Regions from separate parts of the Sus scrofa genome. Here region 1 is linked to region 2. The links are chromatin contacts, called in public Hi-C maps. All regions are on one chromosome and are shown on one strand. Each heading gives the region's core, a stretch centred on a gene start, on an enhancer-like site or on the middle of the called end of the contact. The rest is flanking DNA. Distances are from core to core; before and after follow the strand shown. Region 1 holds the start of EPHA1 (ephrin type-A receptor 1). Region 2 holds the start of GSTK1 (glutathione S-transferase kappa 1).

Evidence for each region. Hi-C and Micro-C count contacts between places; a contact is called where the count stands out from the background.
Region 1: a contact with region 2 is called in a Hi-C map of liver, with 3 times the contacts expected there. The contact joins the promoter of EPHA1 here to the promoter of GSTK1 in region 2. A contact is called at or near these places in 2 of 5 promoter capture datasets (fetal liver and liver), 22 of 47 Hi-C or Micro-C datasets (alveolar macrophages, blood, brain and 12 more) and 2 of 2 datasets of contacts at active chromatin or transcription factors (alveolar macrophages and skeletal muscle).

What each region holds. Positions count from the first base shown.
Region 1 is chr18:6,840,484-6,845,865 of Sscrofa11.1, forward strand. EPHA1 (ephrin type-A receptor 1) reads left to right here and starts at 2,822. Exons shown (of 18, transcript XM_003134566.5): 1 at 2,822-2,958; 2 at 3,995-4,062. The coding sequence starts at 2,874.
Region 2 is chr18:6,996,829-7,001,718 of Sscrofa11.1, forward strand. It overlaps GSTK1 (glutathione S-transferase kappa 1), which reads right to left and starts at 2,240. Exons shown (of 8, transcript NM_001315574.1): 1 at 2,024-2,240; 2 at 1,426-1,507; 3 at 1,109-1,237; 4 at 704-804; 5 at 387-422. The coding sequence starts at 2,095. It overlaps LOC106508196 (a long non-coding RNA gene), which reads left to right and starts at 2,338. Exons shown (of 4, transcript XR_001304823.2): 1 at 2,338-2,537.

The sequences.
Region 1 (5,382 bases), core at 1,572-4,071, 160 kb before region 2:
TCCACTCTGGGAATAACCTGGGAGGCCCATGCGAGAACCCTAGGAAGGCCTGCCTCCATCATTCTCCCGGCATGTTAACGTTTGCTCGGGCCCTTACTGTTAGCCGAGCACGTTCTCCTCACTTGACTGATCGTCACACCCACATACGAGGGGGCATGATTAATCCCATTTTGTGGCTAAGGCCACAGAGACCCTCGACAGGCCAAAGGAGCTGGCCTAAGCCTTCTGACTATCCTATCATCTCTACTGGTCTAGGAAAACAAAGGCCTAAGAAAATTAAGGTCCAGAGCATGCAAATAACTCAAAAAAGCTGCCCTGCTAGTTAAGGACAGAGTCCAACATTGAAGGCACGCCTCCTCCCACAACAAAGGGGAACAAGGACTAGTCACATTGGGGTCATCCTGAATGCAGACAGAAGTGGGCTTTCGTTCCCCCTCAGCGGCACGGCCAGACCCTGGATGGAGAAGCAGAAACAAAAGCCAGGCTCCTCCAGACTCCACCTCTCCTTGCACGGAGCAGCCCCCACCGCACCCCCTTGAGTCCCCAGGGTCTTGTAACTTTTACGAACCACAGCACCGAGCACATGCATTACCTCACCACCGTCTGGCTTATTTCCTAGCACAATTGTCCAAAGCTTGCTCCATTTCCCCCCTCTGTTGGCTGTGCACTCTTTGCCCATTCCTCCCCGCTGAAATCACAAAGCTCTGACCCGAGGGAGCCTGCGGGAGCCTCCTCCTCCTTCCCAAAGTCCTTTATGTCAGAAAGAGGCCTCTGGGGCAGGGCCTGGGTAGCCTATGGCCCCTCCGTATATACCTTCTAACAGCTTGCGTCTGGGCCAGGGTTGGGGGAGACATACGATGGTGTGTCCATAGGGGAGGACATCCCAGGTGAATCACAATTCATGGTGGATAAATTTTTTTTTCTGTCTCTTTGGGGCCGCACCCACGGCATATGGAAGTTCCCAAGCTAGGGGTCAGATGGGAGCTGTAGCCGTCGGCCTACGCCACAGCCACAGCCACGCCAGATCTGAGCCTTGTCTGTGACCCACACCACAGCTCACAGCAACGCCGGATCCTTAACCCACTGAGCGAGGCCAGGGATCGAACCTGCGTCCTCATGGATGCTAGTTGGATTCGCTACCGCTGAGCCACAATGGGAACTCTTTGGTGGGTAACTTTGGGGACAGGAATTGGGAGTGGATGGGAGGAGAGATGATTCTACTTTTCTGTTTTGTTTCTTTTCTGCTCTATGTGAATTTTCCCACCAGTGGCTTGGATTACATTTATTTGTATCACGAGGCTAGACTGGGCCAGGAACTTAACAATTTTCTTCTTATAATTATCTGTATATATATTTTTAAAACCCTGAGAAGTATTATTATTATTTGTCTTTCTTGTCTTTTTAGGTCTGCACCCAAGACATACGGAGGCTAGAGGTCTAATGAGAGCTGCAGCTGCCGGCCTACGCCAGAGCCACAGCAACACCAGATCCGAGCTGTGTCTGCAACCTACACCACAGCTCACGGCAATGCTGGCTTCTTAACCCACTGAGTGAGGCCAGAGATGGAACCCGCAACCTCATGGTTCCTAGTCGGATTCGTTTCTGCTGTGCCACGACGGGAACTCTGAGAAGTATTAATTTTTGAAAATAAAATAAGCACCTATAATGTACCACCTCCCTTCCTCCAGGGGGACTAAAACATGCAACAATTTAAATGATGGAAAAACTATGAATGATTCACCCAAAGGAAATGGAGCCAGAGAGGGGTGTAGGAAGGAGAGGCCCCAGGAATGGAGCTGGCTGCCGTTCCTCAGTAGAGGATCACTCTCCTTCGAGCCACGGTCACCCCTGTGTTGTGCCTCTGCTGGGGTCCGCTCCTGCCATAAAGCCCTTGCCCCCTACCCACCTCAGACAAGAGTTCGTTTAGGGCAAAGACTGTCTTACTCTTCTCTGAAGCTTTCAGAGCTTTCTGCGTGCAGAGTAGAAACTGAAGAAACATCTATTGCACATGCTGGAAGGCAGTCTCCAACAGGTGAGAGGGCCGTGGGGTGACACCACTAGATCCTCTACCACTTGCGTGCAGAAGGCCTCACCCATCCCTCCTTTGCTCTGTAAAGTGCGTGGTAAGGTTCACGCTCCTTAACGTGTTTACCAAGACCTTCCCTGTCCCAGCCCACACCTGCTTTTCTGCCTGGTTCCCAAGACAATCCTGTGCCCCAGCAGTCAAACTGGTCCATTCACCACTCCCAGAGGCAACTTGAGGCTCCCTGCCTTCAGGGTCTTGCTCACGCCTTGCCCAATCTCTGCCACTGAAAACGCGGATGACAGTCTATCCACCTCATGTGCCCCTGGCTGGCTTGCTTCCTCTTCCCACCTTCCAGGTGCGTCTCTAAAAGCTGCACCCGCCCTTGCAGTATGGTCATCTAAGCCTCCCGGGCCGGAACATCAAGATGTGTCTCTTACCCTGCCTTCCCCCGTGTCTATTACCTTGCTAGGCCCTGAAGAAAGGGAGAGGGAGAAATACAAGGGTGTAGTTCAAGTCCAAGGTAGAATTAGGCCAAAGGCTCCATCAAGGCAGGGTTGGGTTTAGGGTCAGAACTAGCACTGGGTTAGTCAATTCCTAATCCCACCCACTAGGCGGCGCCCGCGGTCTCATTCCAGTCAAGACACCTCCGGTTTTTGAAGTTTATTGCCTGCTTTACAAGTTTCCTTCCTCCCCTACTGTCCCTTTAAGAAGGTGATCCAGGTGAGGCCCGGACTCCGCCCCCAGCGCTGGCCCCGCCCCCCGCCCCCGCCCGCCCTGCTCCGCTCGCCCAGTCCTAGCGACTTGCCCCCGCGGTCCGGGCCGAGGTCCCAGGTCCCGGCCCGGCGCCATGGAGCGGCGTTGGGCCCCGGGGCTCAGGCTGCTGCTGCTGCTGCTCTGCGCCCTGCTGCCCCCGGGGGCGCGCGCCAAGGAAGGTACCGACCCCCGCCCCGCCCCGCCCCGCCCCGCCCCCTCCTGCGGGAGCCGGCATTCCTAAGGAGGCCCTCTCCTCGCGCCCCTCGCTAGCGCTCTTGTTTTGCCCCGCCGCCGGGCCATCGACTGGCCTGGCCGGTCTTGGGTCTTTAACCCCAAACAGCTGCTTTCCCGGGTCAGTGATCTCCGCCCCTGGTGGCCAGCGGTTTGCTCCTGGGGGTGGGGAGTGAGCTTCTGGCAGCTGGGAGGAAGCAGTGTCCAGAGGGGCCTCCCTCCACGCCAGCAATCGGGGGGGGTGGGGGGGGCGGGATCCTTTATTCCCAGGCAGCCCCAGCCTCGGGCACCTAAAGCACAGATCCGAACCCTCTGGAGTCGGAGGTGGGAGTCGCCTTGTGCCAAGCCAGGCAGGAGAACAGAGGGACCTGACGCTGGGGGATGGGCTAGGACTAGGGGTGCAGGGGTTCCCGGGTGCAGAGGTCCATCCTTCCACGTGGACCCTTGCACACACTCTCTGCCCCTAACACCTGGACTTCCCAGACCCCTTGCTGTGCCTCTACTCCACATCCCTAATCACAGGCAGGGCAGGCCCTTTGGCAGCGGCAGGGAACCTCCCCACCCAGGAACTCCCTCCAAAGTCTTTTGTCCACCTCCTGCCGGCTCACGACCCCCCAGAGGCTGAACTCCTCTCTGGCCCATCACCCTTCCTTTTCTGCTACTGATAGGTTCCCCCCGGGCTGCCTGAGAGGCTGACGGTCCTCTCTGGGGCTGCTCTTCCTAAGGCTTCCTGCCATTGACTTTGGTCAAAGGTCCAGCCGTCCAACCCTTGCCCTACTCTCCCTCTTCCCTCAGGGATTGGACAGACTAATCCCTGGAGCTCTTCACTCCTTCCTGGGTCGTTTTCCTCCCCTGAACCTCTGGAACTCGGCTGTTAAGAGCGGGGTGTTGATGCCTTGGGGCTGGGGGCCTGAAGGAGGAATGTGGTTTGCATTTGTGTTGCCTCCTCCCTCGGAGGTGACCAGCCCCTTTTCTCTCCTTCAGTCACTCTGATGGACACTAGCACAGCGCAGGGAGAGCTGGGCTGGCTGCTGGATCCCCCAGAGGATGGGGTAAGTGTGGGGGGGGGTAAGACTTAGGGTGGCTCAAGGCTGAAGGCCAGTGGGAAATGGGGCGGTGAGGTGGGTGGAGAAACAGAGAAAAGAGCAGGAAAAACTGGAAGTGTCTCCTCTGGGAGGGGGAGGGGAGGTGAGTCAGAGTCTTCTGAATGGGACCTGGTTGGGGTTGGGGGGGGGCGGTCAGGCTTGAAGGTTCCCAAGGGGAACATTTCAAAGGCTGGCTCCTCCCCTCCCTGCCCCAGCAAGGGAGGGCTGAATACTCTGAGGACCTGGAGGAAGATGCGCCTACTCCCTCTGGGAAGAGGATGGACCATCCCTGGGGTGGTTGAAGGCTGAGACCCAAACACAGAAAAGTCTGCGGTCTCTCCAGCCCAATGGGGTTGCACAGGTTTTAGGGGGTCGGGGACCCCATCAAAGGGTTTTCAGAGTCGTGGATGGGGACATTTTTTTTCTGGAGAGGAGAGCCGGAGTTTTCATCACATTCTTGAAAGGGTCTTTGACGGCCCCCCTCCCCCAAAGTTGAAAGCTGCCCCATGGCGGTCCCAGAGCCCTTGGCACCTCCTCCATCCTCTGCAGCTCTGTGCCACACCGTGCATTCCAAGCCCCTTTCCTCCTGGAATATTTCTGAAGACCAAGGGAGCAGAGAGGTGGGATCTTGTGAGTCCTAGAGCGCACGTTGCTGCACTCAGCAGAGCCGGCCCTGGCACCACAGGAGGCTCCCCAGGTGCCACACCCTCTGGGACTCAGTCTCAAGACCTCTTCATTCTGGTCCTAGACCCTATTCGCCAATGTTCCCTTTTCCCTTTGCTCCTCCAGTAGGAATCCAACCTCTATTTCTGGAATTGAGGCTACTTAGCCTGCTTTCCTTCTGAGTCTTAGGGTCCTGGCTCCACTCTCAGCTCTCCCACAGAGTGGCCTGTAATTAGAATTAATAGACTAAACCATAATGTATCCTACAGGAGAGGCTGCTTGGAAAATACTGGATTAGGCCAGCTCTAATAGGCGCCTCATCTCATAAACCAGCTAATCACTCTACAATGAGAGCTGCAGGTCCATCTGCTGGCTCCCACGGGCTACCCCTGCTTCCCCCACCCAAATAATTCTTCCCTGGTTGGGCTGGAGCGGATGCGAGTCCCCTTTTGCAGGCTAAACAATTCAAGAAGGCAGCAGCAGTCACATTTCCACTGTCTGCCTTGCCCCCCTCTTCCCCTCTCCATCTTTTCAAAACACATACACATCCAGGTGCAGGCTCCCCAGAATGTACCTATGTAGCAGCCAGCAACCAGAGTGATAAGTGAAAGGATCCTTGTTGCA
Region 2 (4,890 bases), core at 990-3,489:
TATCTCTTTTTGTCTTTTTAAAGCCTGTTTTTTTTTTAATTTTCTGCTTTCCACTCCAGATATCTTGGTGAGGTTTGTGTTGGAGTCCTGAGGCCAAGACTTGCCAATACTTCATGTCTTCCCATTGGCAGGTGCCAACAATTATTCCCTCTCTGCCACTAAGTTCTTTCATCAAATACATGCTACCCAGGGAGAATTCTGCACTTCCTCTTTCAACCATGAAATATTCTTTCAAGAGTCCTTAGTTCCAATGCTTTGGTGATTTGGCCTCTCAAACATCCTTCCTCCCCAAATAACTATGACCTCGTCCACCCAGTAAGAAAACCTTGTCCTCTCTGCACCCAATGCCAAGTGTACTCAGATTCCCCATGAGAGGGGACACTCACGGCCAGGACGCTCTGGGGCTCTGTGATGTCTTCGTCCTGGGAAGAAGAGGACACTTGGTATGAGGGGGGTGGTGAGTGAGGGGTGTGATGGAGGGCACCAGGTCAGGGAACAAGGCGGAGGGCAGGACCTAGTGGGCACCAGGTCAGGGAACAACAGGGAGGGCAGGACCCAGAGGGCACCAGGTCAGGGAACAACGCGGAGGGCAGGACCCAGAGGGCACCAGGTCAGGGAACAACGCGGAGGGCAGGACCTAGGGGAAGGTCACCAAGTCACACTGGGTATCCTCGCACGTGGGTTCCCAGAGCCCTGCGCTCACCCGTGACCAGACGCGCATCCACAGTTCCCTGGACACTTTCTCCAGCATCTCGGGGTGCTCCAGTTTCACGGTGGTGAGGAAGCGCATGGCTGTCAAACTTCCTGTGGGGCAGAGGCCCTCAGAAGTAGGGCCCTCCTAGCCTGCTTCCCATGGAAGACCAGCTCTTTCCTGCACCTGACACCCTGCAGTGCGCCATTGCCCTCAGCCCCCCACCCAAGTTTCTGGGAACTGATTAGTCCTGTTCTTCCTGTCCTTACGTCCCCACAACCTCGCTCAACTCTTATCCTGAGTTTTCCCAAGGTTTGTTGCACTTAACGTAGCACCTAAGCCTCTTCTTCCCAGCCTTGCGATCTCCAAATCTACTCCTCCCCACTTGATGCCCCATCTATATCCCATGTTTTTCACCTTTTCCAAGGATTGTAGAGAAGAAATCCTTGGGGAAGTGGATGGGAACCTGGAGATGGTGTCCCAGTCGCTTAATGTCCTCTTTCATGTACACAGCTTTGCGGGGAAGCATAGCTGGTGGCTGGTTTCCTGAAAATGGACAGTTAGGCTCACTGGTAAGAGACACCTAAGAGTCCCAGGCCCGGGGGACTCCTTCCCAGGCTTTGGGCAGAGGGCATATTACTGGCTGCTGCCACCAATATGAAACTCCAGTGGTAGCGCCTATGGGTCTCTGAAGTCAGTCTTCCCTCAAATCCTTGGAGAAAACGCCTTCCTACCGCTGTCTTTTAAGATCCCTGCAATTAAGCTTGGGCACAGCTGCAGGTTGACATTCCAGATGTTCTTGTACCGGCACAGGATCTGCAGGAGAGGAGGCGAAGATGGAGAGTGAAAGATGGGCAGTGAAAAAGGCTGAGGGAAGGGAAAGGTTCGTAGTAATGACCAGCCAGAGGCTACACGTGCAGGGAAGGGCTTAGGAGGAGGCCCTAAAGTGCTTGGTTTGAAATGGCAAAACTCTCTACGCCTAGAAATCCATCCCAGGATCTTTGTGGACAGTTTTTATCTGTTCTGCACGCTACCCCGCAAAACTGACATCTGAGGGCTAAGAAGTGGCGGTGCCATGGATTTCTCCTACATTCTCTGGAGCTGTTCCTCTTTCACTGTAGGAAACCCCTACTTTAGAATATAAGGGCTCTCCCTGGAGCCAGCGATCGTATCCTGTTTACCGACACAGTGACCTTCAGCCCTGGCTCTATCAACGTGTCTTAAACGCGCCGGGCAGAGCCAGGAGTTTCACAAGACTGCGGTTCCCGCGCCCCAAGCTCGCCCTTCCCTCTGCTCTCCAAGCCCCGGCTGAAGCGGCTCCCCAGGCGTCACCTCGAAGGCCAGCCAGGAGTAGGGGGACAGCACATCGTAGAAAAGCTCCACGGTCCGCGGGAGAGGCCCCATGCTGCAGCCGGACAACTGAGAAGCAAGCGCGGCCCAGCAAGCCGAGCGTTGATCGTTCCCTTTCTCCTGCGCGCAGCGTCCAGGCCGCGGCTCCAGGCGCAGAGTGAGGACGGGCCCCACCTTCGGCCCCGCCCCGATTCCCGGCCTCCCCGGGGTCAGGCCCCGCCCCGCCCATCCGCCCCGCCCCGCCCATCCTTCCCCGGAGCCCCGCCCCCGGCTCGGGGGACAGCCCCGCCCCGCCTCGCCCGCCCCGCCCTGGCCGCGCAGCCCGCAGCGGGCAGAGTCGGGCTGGCTGTGGGGTGCCCTGGAAAAGCGGAGAGCGCCCGGGAGGCGAGGGTGAGAGGATATCCCCTGCGGAGCGCGCCGGTGTGGTGACCCAAGCACCTCACGGTCACCGCCCTGCCCTGCAGTGGAGTCCGGGGCAAACGGACGTAGTTTAAGGGTGAGTGCTGGCCTCTCACTTAGCTGTGAGCCTCTGGCAAGCCCGTTGACCTCTCTGAACCGCAGTGGCCTCCTCTCTCGTAAACATAGGCATAAAAATAGGGTTTACATAATAATAACACTGCCTTATTCAGGCTTGTGGGGAGTGAAAGGATTACGATTCACCTCAGCTTTTAGTGTTACTTGGCAATTGCAAGACTTTCTGGGACTGGGCAGAGTAAGAAGTGACCCAATGATAATTTTTTTTGTATTTCTCAAGAGTTTAGCACAATGTCTGGAGTATATTTGATAACCAATATATTCTGAACGAAGGAGAGGATACCTTACTGCAGCGGTAATTGGAGGGATAATGAGGAATAGTCTGTTGTCTTCGTACTTGTAAATATGTCATATTGTCTTCTTTTTTTTTTTTTTGGCTTTTCTAGGGCCGCTCCCGGGGCATATGGAGATTCCCGCATATGGAGGTTCCCAGGCTAGGGGTCGAATCAGAGCTGTAGCCGCCGGCCTACATCAGAGCCACAGCAACAGGGGATCTGAGCCACGTCTGCAGCCTACACCACAGCTCACGGGAACACCGGATCCTTAACCCACTGAGCAAGGCCAGGGATCGAACCTGCAACCTCATGGTTCCTAGTCGGATTCCTTAACCACTGCGCCACGGCAGGAACTCCTGTCATATTGTCTTGTACTTGAATTACATTTATTGCAAAGAAACAAGTTTAAAAATTCCATTTAATTTTATTAAATTATTCTTAATATTACTAATTTTATGAATTGGAAAACTTACAAAGATTCCACTCATTTGTATGCATTGAAAAACAACCCTAGGGAGTTCCCGTCATGGCGCAGTGGTTAACTGAATCCAACTAGGAACCATGAGGTTGCGGGTTCGGTCCCTGCCCTTGCTCAGTGGGTTAACGATCCGGCGTTGCCATGAGCTGTGGTGTAGGTCGCAGACGCAGCTCAGATCCCGCGTTGCTGTGGCTCTGGCGTAGGCCGGTGGCTACAGCTCCGATTCAACCCCTGGCCTGGGAACCTCCATATGCCGCGGGAGCGGCCCAAGAAATAGCAACAACAACAACAACAAAAGACAAACAAAACAAAACAAAACAAAAAAAACCCTAAGACCATCAGAATACAAGGATACAGTGTAAACCTTTAAACTTTTACACAGAACATATAAAATGGAATGAGAAATGATGTTATCTTCACCCACTTTCACATTAAACTAATTGCATGATGATCAGTGAAACTAAATTATTGACATTAAAAAACTGTACTTTGTTTTTCTTCAACAGTGTTAGTTTAAAAGTATCTAAGAGCTAATTTAGCTTGGTCATAAGATTTTAAAAGTTGATCATCACTTTTATTTTAAAACCTTTATATCTGGAAATCATTTTAGACTTACAGAAGAGATACACAGGGAGTACAAAGAGTTTCTGCATTTCCCTCATCCAGCTTCTCCTAATGTGAACATTTTGTGCATATATAACTATCAAAACTGGGAAATTAACTGGATTACAGACTTCATTCCTATTTCACCATTTTTTCACTAATGACCTTTCTCTGTTCCAGGATCCAGTCCAGGATACTATACAGCATTTATTTTCTTCTTCTTCTTCTTTTTTTTTTTTTTTTTTTTTTGCTTTTTAGGGCTGAACCCACAGCATATGGAAGTTCCCAGGCTAGGGGTCCAATTGGAGCTACAGCTGCTGGCCTACACCACAGCCACAACAACTTGGGATCCAAGCCGCATCTACAACATACACCATAGCTCATGGCAACACCAGATCCTTAACCCACTGAACGAGGCCAAGGATCGAACCTGCATCTTCACGGATCTTAGTCGGTTTTAATTACTGCTGAGCCATGATGGGAACTCCCCACATCGCATTTAGATGTCATGTCTCTTGAGTCTAATCCTATCTGTGCACGTTTTTGGCTTTTTCTTATATTTTATGATCTTGACACTTTGCAAAAGCATTGGGCAAGTATTTTGGTTTGGGTTTGATGTTTTCTCTTGCCCAGGCTGGGGTTATGGATTTTGGGAAAGTGTACCACAAAAGTGAAATGCCCCTCTCCTCCACTTCAGTCAGGCCGTTCCTGACATAAACCTGACTTATTACCAGTGATGCTGACCGTGACCACTTGGTCACTCGTGATCACTGTGTCCCCCCTTCCAGACCCCAGTCCTTGGAAGGGAGTCACTAGGTGCAGCCGAATCTCAGGGTAGGGGAAGGGGGTGAGTAGATTAAACCCACCTTCTGGAGGGAAGAACATCGAAGAATCTGTGGACATTTGTTAAAACCTTACAGTAATTAAGACATATTTGGGGGGGAGATATTTGAGGCATA